Regions from separate parts of the Bicyclus anynana genome. Here region 2 is linked to region 1. The links are chromatin contacts, called in public Hi-C maps. All regions are on one chromosome and are shown on one strand. Each heading gives the region's core, a stretch centred on a gene start, on an enhancer-like site or on the middle of the called end of the contact. The rest is flanking DNA. Distances are from core to core; before and after follow the strand shown. Region 1 holds the start of LOC112050534 (serine/threonine-protein kinase D1). Region 2 has its middle 12 kb from the start of LOC112050532.

Region 1 (4,601 bases), core at 626-3,125:
CTTTATATTCAACCATTAAAACTGTGAAGGAGTTGTTAGGGTTTCATAGTCCACAAGGAACTCTTATAGTATATAGTTATAGTATTGCCCTGTCTGTCTGTCTGCAGTTTAGCGTTTAAATTAGAAAAAAAATTGTGCTTACATGCAAAGTAGGATGAATTCTTTATTGTCTATCGGCTGTTAATGATGATTTGGGGCATATTTGTATGCTTTACATAAGGAATTAAAGTGCTAACTTAATCTATGGAAAACTACACTGTGCATGGCCCGACAAACACTTCGCTGGTTTTTTTAAAAATATAATACTGCTTACAATATTACCTATATTACATTATATGAAATTAATTTTAGGGATCCAACACCTCTAACAACTTTACTAATACCTGAAGTGTGGCAGCCGCTAGTGCCTTATACGGTCAATAACAAGATAGTACTGCGCAATGTTCCATGCCTTACATTTAGACAATCTATGACCAACTCCTTACTCTCTGGACAACAGCTTGTGTTTTGGGATCATATTTATGAAAAGTTTTATATAAATTCATCAGAAAAGTAATATTTAAAATATTTGCTTAGCTAGTATATTGTAAAATGGTGATAACACCAAAAAATATAACTTTATTTATTTATTTATATTATACTGTATAAATACATACTTGTTAAATTAATTGTTTTTGTGGAACTTGTCAACTGCATGACTTCATAACACCAAAACATTGATGTTTTCTTAGAAATATTAAATAAAGTTTTTATGTAAATAAATTGGGAAAACAGGTCCAAGATAACAGTAGTACAGTTATGCCTTATTCATATATAGCAATATGTAGAATATAAAAAAGCTTGGGAATGAAATGAACTATATGACTGGATACTTAGTTTTAGACAATAATAATATTAAAGGAACCCTGATTGAGTTTGTGTAGGTTCTTGTTGGACCAAGGAGAGTTTACAACTTTTGGAACTTGCATTTGAAGTTGTTGACTACTACACCATAACATTACCTGACATATCAAGTGCTTGTAAACTAAGGATACTTAAATAAATGAATCTTGAATTGTATAAATGTTAAATGAATGACAGCCTCCTTGAATAATTTCAACAATGCCGCACCAGGATGTGTTGCCGCTTTGGAAGTTTGTTTATTCTCTTCTGGAATAAGCTCACACTGCTATATTTTTTAGATTATGATAGTAATCAAACAATGTTTCCATAATCATACAGGCTAGATGTTAAGTAATGATGCAATATCATGTGGTGGAACTCATCCTAGAAGTTAACTACTCATAAGTTATACTCACACATAAGAAACATTTGGGTTTTTCCAATAGCCAACAAGTTCATCAAATAATTTGGAACACAACAGTACAAACAAGGGTGATAACATAAGACACAAAGTAATTAAGGAATGTTAAGTAGCAATTAAGCTAGGAGTGTGGGCTTTTGACGTCTTGTGATAAATATGCGAGACTTGTATGCCTTATGTCATGTAGAACTACTATTACCAAAGCGGATCTTCGTAAACCGCGTGATCTAGACTGGTAAAACCCGTAACATCTTCAAATCTTCATAAAAAAACGGTAAAGGGAAAGTCTGATTATAATTTAAAAGCGATAAACGTGTAAACTAATAGAAGAAATACAGTAATTGACGTCCTCAAAAACAAATACCGTTACCTTTACAATCGCAGCTCGGATTTCGGCAACGAGAGGAAAAATACACAGTATTCACTCACAACACTATGACATAGTTCACTGGGCACTCGTTTGGCAAGTTTTCATTTATTCATCATTAGATTTAAGTAATAAAATCAACAAGTAAAGTTTAGCACAAAACGAAACACCCGACACATTTTACTCTTGACTTGACAATTGACATGCGGTTGACATATGACAGTAGTACGTGAGCGGAGCAGTCTGATATTCGTTCAGAAATCTTAAAAAAAGTATATAATTTATTTTATCGCACTATCCTAGTTTATTAAATCCAAAAATCAAATTATTATCACAATTACTCTATAATAATTATTATTATTATTATTACCTTACCTTACCTTACCTTATCAGCCGATAGACGTCCACTGCTGGACATAGGCCTCTTGCATGGACCTCCAAGCTCAACGATCTCGAGCCGCCAGCATCCAGCGGCTCCCTGCAACCCGCTTGATATCCTCGGTCCACATAGTGGGGGGTCGCCCAACACTGCGCTTTCCGGTGCGGGGTCGCCATTCCAGCACCTTGGGACCCCCAACGTCCATCGGCTCTTCGAACTATGTGGCTAATAATTATTATTATAGAGTATTTGATAACACCGGCTTTGCACCGCCTTCATACTGATCAGCAGGTAGAACATATTATGATGTTATTTTCTTAGACCATTAAAAAGAAAGGACCTGCCTCGTAAACCGTTACCCCTATGTCAAAGATCAAGAGTCAATGATCTAACGCGTTTATAAAAACTGTTGCTATAGAATCGATGTTTCATTGTTGTAATCGTTTTCGTCGTGTAAAGAGCTCCCTAAAAATGCCAGTTTGTGTAGTTGAATGGCATAAAGACGGCCAAAAACTTGTAGTTTAGTAAAAGTGGAGTAGGCATGTCTTTAGCTTCGACTTAATGAGCTATTCGTCTTTAGCTTCAACTTAATGAGCTATTCTTTTTCTAAGAACTGGCAATATTGAACCATAAGAAGAAATTCCAAAAGGTAACTACTGTAAACCGATGATGAGTTCCCTTAACTGTCCCTGTCCTTTATCTTCATCACTAGACCCTTAATGACAACCCATCTAGGTGGAAAGTTCTCAGCAATCCGAATTATTCAAGGCCAAACAAGGTAGGTAGTTAATGTAAGCCGTTAAGGAGTTCCTTATTGTCCTTGGTCTTCATCACCAACCCCTAATGACAGTCACAACCTATCTATATGGAAAGATCTCATTAATACAAATCAATCAAGCCTAAACAAAAGTTCACTGCTGTAAATCATTGAGGATTTCCCTCGTCTGTATTATGGCTCCATCATTAGAACGATTCAAAACCTTCCTGAAATTGTAGTGCTTTAAAGTACCTACTAAATAGAAAAAATACGAACACACTAGGCGTCTATATAATTTTTGAAAGTTCCCCTCAATTTCTCCAGGATTCCATTATCAGATCTTGACATGATGGCAATGGGACCAAATAGATAGTATACCGTTTAAAACGAAAAAATATTTTTTGAAATCGGTCCAGGCGTCTTCGAGTAATCGGTGTACATCTTAGACCATGTGTACATACATAATGCAATAGATAATACACTGCAAATTGCAATAAGTGACTGCCTCATTGGGTAACATGTAGTTTCAGATGACGAGAAACGTCTTGTGTTCGAAGCATGTGGATGTTAAAAATTATCGTCCGATCTCAATACTTTCATGCTTCTCTAAACTTTTTGAAAGTCTTGTTCATCCTATTCTATCTCGGCATTTGGACAATTTTCTCACGAGTTCTCAACACGGCTTCAGATCTGGTTTATCCGTGCAATCAAATTTGTCTGACTATACTTCAGATCTCTGCCATATGGTTGATAAGGGGCAACAGGTTGACGTCATATACACAGACTTTAGCAGCGCATTTGATAAGGTTAACCATGTACTACTCGTTAATAAACTTATGCAGTATGGAATCAGTGGTCCCCTTGTCAAATGGTTTAATTCATACCTTCACCTGAGATCCCAAACTGTTGCAGTCAATGGTTTTGAGTCTAAAACGTTCCAGGCACAATCTGGAGTGCCACAAGGTTCCCACCTGGGGCCCCTACTGTTCTTGGCCTTTATTAATGATATTTCCTCGGTGACACAACATTGTACTAGCTCGTTGTTCGCGGATGATTTGAAAATTTATAAGACAGTTAAATCCTCCAACGATGCTAAATTACTACAAGAGGATTTAAACAGAATAATTAGATGGTGTGATAACAACTATATGACTCTTAATGCTAACAAATGTTTCCATATAAAATTTACTCGGAAAAAAAAACCACTTGTTTCTAGTTACTGCATTAATACCACAGTACTGCAAGAGTTATCGGAGATAAAAGACTTAGGAGTCACTATTGATAGTAAGTTAACATTTAAATCTCATATAAATAATATTGTTCAGAGAGGTGCACAGCTTTTGGGATTTTTGAAACGCAACACAAAGGGGTTCTCTTGTAAGACCAAAATTATTCTATACAATGCCTTGGTGAGATGTTGTCTTGAGTTTGCTAGTGTGATTTGGAATCCAATCTATAGTATACATTCTCAACGAATTGAAAATATACAACGAGCATTTACTAGACATCTTGCCTTTATATCAAGCGGTATGTCGCATAGGATGCCTTACCACCAGCGTCTAGCACAGTTTAAATTGTTACCGCTGCGAAGAAGACGTGAAATGCTTGATTTATGCTTTCTTCACAAATTAATAAATAATAAAATCAAGTGTGGTAACTTACTGGAAAGGATATTTTTTTCAGTCCCGCGTAGATATCCACGCTACCGTACTACGAAAGTATTTCATGTTCCTTTTATAAGGACTAACCTTGGTATGCAGGCCCCTATCAGACGAATTTGTGCCAAATATAATGA
Region 2 (4,601 bases), core at 1,020-3,519, 36 kb after region 1:
CTATGGTTGATGATATTTTAGGCCAGTGGCGTAGCGTGCCGTGTAGCGGCCCTGTATCAAAGTTAGTCGGGGGGGGCCCAGGGTAGATATTTCTCACAAAAGAAACAAAAATGTAGGATGTTTCCGTTTTTAGGACAGCACGCTTAACCCGGGAAAAAAGTATTGTGTTTTTTTAATTATGTGATTTCTGAAGTGAAATAATGAAGTGAAATATAGTCAGTTTTTGGATGATTTCCGGGAAGCACAAGTTTAACTGACATTGTGAATTTTACCAATTTTTGTGTTCACACGTAAGGGGGCCCTGAACTCCGGGGGCCCTGTATCATTGATACGGCTGATAAGGCGGTCGCTACGTCCGCGTTTTAGGCACGTGAAGTTCAAAAAGCTGCTTCAAGTTGTGGAGCATTCGGCAGGACATTGTAGGAGGTGCACCTAACTTGCATGCGTCCAAAGTGTTGCCATATCATAAGCGATGAGTTTCTATTTTCCATAAGTTGGATTATATGACAGATCTATCCGTCGTTATCCTCATCATTAGCAACCCGTTTTCGGCTTTCACTGCTGACTTGCTGAGCACGAGTCTGCTCTCAGAATGAGAGGGGGTTAGGCCAATATTTACCACGGTGGCCCAATGCGGATTGGCAGACTTCACACACGTAGAGAATTAAGAAAATAATTAAGAAAAAGTATGAAGGTTTCTTCACGTTAGTTTTCCTTCACCATTTGAGACATATTTTATTCAATTCCTTAAAATGCACTTAACTGAAAAGTTGAAGGTACATGTCCCGGACCGGATTCGAACCACGCCCTCCGAATCTCAGGCAGAGGTCATATCCACTGGGCTATCACGGCTCTCAGTGGTTGTAATTAGTTTAAAGAGTTGTAGTTCTAGGAGCTGATTGGAGTGTCGCCGGGCTGGCAACAGGCGCGCACTCGCGCGGACAACTATCTCAGATAATAATTGATAATAATAGATAAAATTGGGACCGTGTGCACTGTTAAGGGGATCGTCGCCGACTTTGTGTTGGAGCTTAAAATATAAAATATCTAATAAGAAAATGCAAATTTATAATATACCTACCTATAGTTTTGCACTTTTTTATAGTTATATGATGTTACATACACTTAGGGTTGCCAACTGTACTATAATATAGTATTGTACTATATTTCGAGTCTGCGTATTATATACTGTTGAAGAACTATATACCTAGTACTCAAGCAAAAATACTATATTTTCAACACTGAAATATAATAAACAAAATTTTCATTTTGAAACTTTATGAAAATTAGTTTTTGCAAGATGCAACAGCATCTAGCCTATAGTGCGCTATCCTTACGCTTTAGAGAGTTGGTTTTAAAAAAAATTAAATGACCGCATTATTGCATATGACCGTTTTATTTCAGATAAATAAATGTTAATTGTTTGCTTATTCCTTAAAATACAATATTTTATTTAAGCGTACTATATATTTTTATAGCTAAATCTAAAAAATACTATATTTTTCTGAAAAAATGTTGGCAACCCTACATACACTATGCATGTTAAGTCCAGTGGCTTAGTGTGGATGTGGACGAATCTAGACGTGGGCAAATTCGCATCAGCGAGGCGAGGCGTTAGACTATTAAAGGTCTAAGGGCGAGGCCCTACCAACTTCCCATATCCGGGCTGAGGGTGAGGACCAGAAGCGTTTCACTTTAAATAGGTAAGTATCTAATTTAACAATGCGTTCCGGCAATTCCTTCAGTTGGTAACCAACTAGTATACCTACGCACGTACTAGATCCAAACTAAATCCACAACAAAATCGTGTTCAAAAGGTAAAATAACTAGGCAGGTAAGTAATAGATACCTAACTTCATCAAAGCGAAATGTAAACGGTGTAAAGGTAAACGTTACTAAAAGGCGTAGAGAGGTATACCCCTTAACAGTTGTTCACACGGCACCAATGTCGTGTGCAAAAAGGCTTTACAATACAATTATTATCGACGTGATTGTTCATAATTGTTCAAAGTGCGAGCCACCGCCGCGCCGCTCTGTATCTTTGAAGATAATATATTTCACGATACTCCTAATCCTAATTAAGTAACTGTAAACAACAACTATTTTCTAGTTTATTCTAAGGAAACATTTCATTAATTTTAATAAAAAAATAAAAAAATTTGAATTTATTCGTTTTATTAATTTCGAATCGTTCGGTATAGCACGGCCATCTCGCGTGCAATAGCTGAACTTTGACGTGTAGGTTGTTGTGTGAACGGTTGTAAGAGCTTGCCAATAGATGGCAGTACTAATTTTTAAGCCGGATTCACGATTGCTAGTCTGAAATATTTAACTCATTATTGGCATATTTTACACATTTAAAAATTCATAAAAACCATATATTTTTTAAAATTTCATGATTATATGATTATGTTTTTATTTAGTGTGTTTTACTATTCAGAGCTGTTGCCTGTTACAATTGCCTTGTAGGTACAGTGGTATAAGTGGTTTTCGAGGTCTTGGGTTCGAATCTTGAGCTATATGCGATAGTGAGTTAGAATATTCTCAGCCCGGAGTCGGAAAGTTGGTGGTACCTCCCCACCTGTTAAGCTGTCGGTTCCGTTATTATCATTTATGTCTGATACTGGTCGTTATTTAACATTATCCCGCCAACCCGCATTGGTGCTGCGTGGTGGGTCTATGCACCATTTCTATTTTATATTCATATTATCTATTCTTCATATATTCATTCAGCATATCTTCTATAAGGAGGGGTATTCCTCCTGTCCCTATTGTGGGCAATTTAATAAGACTAATAGTTGATGATTACTATATTCAGGGATCCCTGCTTAAAATTCCATGTGTCTATTTTTTTTTTGTATGTAGGCAGATATAACTACCTACTCAAATGGAATTTCGAAATGGTTTGAGAGGTTTCAAGGTCATTGAAATCTGCTTTCACCTTACACAGCCACCACGGCCCAAACTCCTTAATTGGCTAAGATAGAGCTTCCTTGTAGATAAGTACATTATGTTAGAAGAAGGGCTGACAATCCTTCAGCTTTCATACATTGAGGCGAAGATTTTATACTATTAGATATGTCACTAGCGCTGACAACTGCGGCGAATAAAGTTTCTAGCCTCTTATCTTAGAAATTCTTAATTTTATATAGATAATCGCATAGTATAGCTACAACGAAAATTTAAACAAATAGTACTTAAATATTAGCTACAATAACGAGTTGTGTATAAAAACTGATCAGTAGGTGAATTTGTAGGCATATGACATATCTAACTAATATGTATGTGTTGGTAGTATAACATTTTTGCAATGAGGCTCTCGTTTGACTATTCATTGCGTCTGTCGGAATCTTGGAATGGCCTTTTTTGCAATTCTTACTTTTGGCAAAATCACTGACCCTTGGCAAATTTTGCTGCATATGCAACAGCTCGTTTGATACACTGCCGCCCGCCGCCGCCGGGCGCTACGCTTTGTAACTCGAGCCGCCCCGCCCTCGCCCGCTGCAGGGTCGGACTCTTCGGGTCAGGGTCAGAGTTAGACGCCGTCGTCACGTCACTCTGTTGTCATCGTATCGCTTTGTCAATAAAAAATTAATGATGTTTACAGAACTAGCTTATTCTTATTATACCGATACGAATGAAAGCGAATGATGTATCGAGTAGGTACTTATTACTTACTTTCTTCGGCGCTACAACCCCTTGGCTTTCTCTACCACTTTTCTCCATACATTTCTTTTCTCCACGCAGCAAATAGATATTGTGATACTTGTTTTCTCTTTTCAGTTCATTACGCTTAAGCAGTCGTTTTTTTTATAATAATTTGCAAGCCTTATTTCACACAATCTATAGCCATCTTTATTTAGGTCTTCCTTTTAATCTTTACCTGTGGTCTCCATTTTGTCATCACTTTAGGCCCTCTAGTTTTGGCGCCCTCTCCTCCTTCCCTAGCTGCTGAAGACGTTGCGCTTTACAATGTCTCACTATTGTTTCGACTTTCACTAGATTTCCATTTCGTAGTTCATTCAGTGGCGATAGATTCCATCTAAACTTCATAGTGGTCCAAATATTTTGCGGAGCACTTTCCTCTCGAATACCTACTGATAATTTATGTTCTTCTGTGACACTGAGAGTCCACTTTTCGCATGCATAGGTAGCTATAGGCCAGCGGCCTTGTAAGAGTTGACCTTATGTAGGAATCCGTGGCGCATTGGTATGCGCGGTGGATATACAAAACGGAGGTCCTGGATTCCAACCCCGGCTGGGCCGATTGAGGTTTTCTTAATTGGTCCAGGTCTGGCTGGTGGGAGGCTTCGGCCTTGGCTAGTTACCACCCTACCGGCAAAGACGTACCGCCAAGCGATTTGCATTCCGTTACGATGTCGTGTAGAAACCGAAAGGGGTGTGGATTTTCATTCTTCTCCTAACAAGTTAGCTCGCTTCCATCTTTGATTGATCTACCTACCTACCGACCATCAGGTGAGATTGTAGTCAAGGGCTAACTTGTAAAGAATAAAAAAGACCCACAGAAAAAGTCTTGTGTTATAGGTGAGGAGATGTGAGGAAAATAGCTTACTAAGGAGTAGGAGGGCGTAGAAACACTT

Evidence for each region. A called contact is a pair of places that touch in the nucleus more often than the background predicts.
Region 2: a contact with region 1 is called in a Hi-C map of whole larva, with 4 times the contacts expected there. The contact joins the enhancer-like site here to the promoter of LOC112050534 in region 1. A contact is called at or near these places in 2 of 2 Hi-C or Micro-C datasets (whole body and whole larva).

Annotation. Positions count from the first base shown.
Region 1 is chr21:14,533,149-14,537,749 of ilBicAnyn1.1, forward strand. LOC112050534 (serine/threonine-protein kinase D1) reads right to left here and starts at 1,876. Exons shown (of 19, transcript XR_008251960.1): 1 at 1,674-1,876.
Region 2 is chr21:14,568,327-14,572,927 of ilBicAnyn1.1, forward strand. No RefSeq gene overlaps it. Among protein-coding and RNA genes, the nearest start is that of LOC112050532, 12 kb to the left of the region's middle. Within about 2 kb of position 2,270, at least 4 of the 8 cell types and tissues checked have open chromatin away from gene starts, as enhancers often do.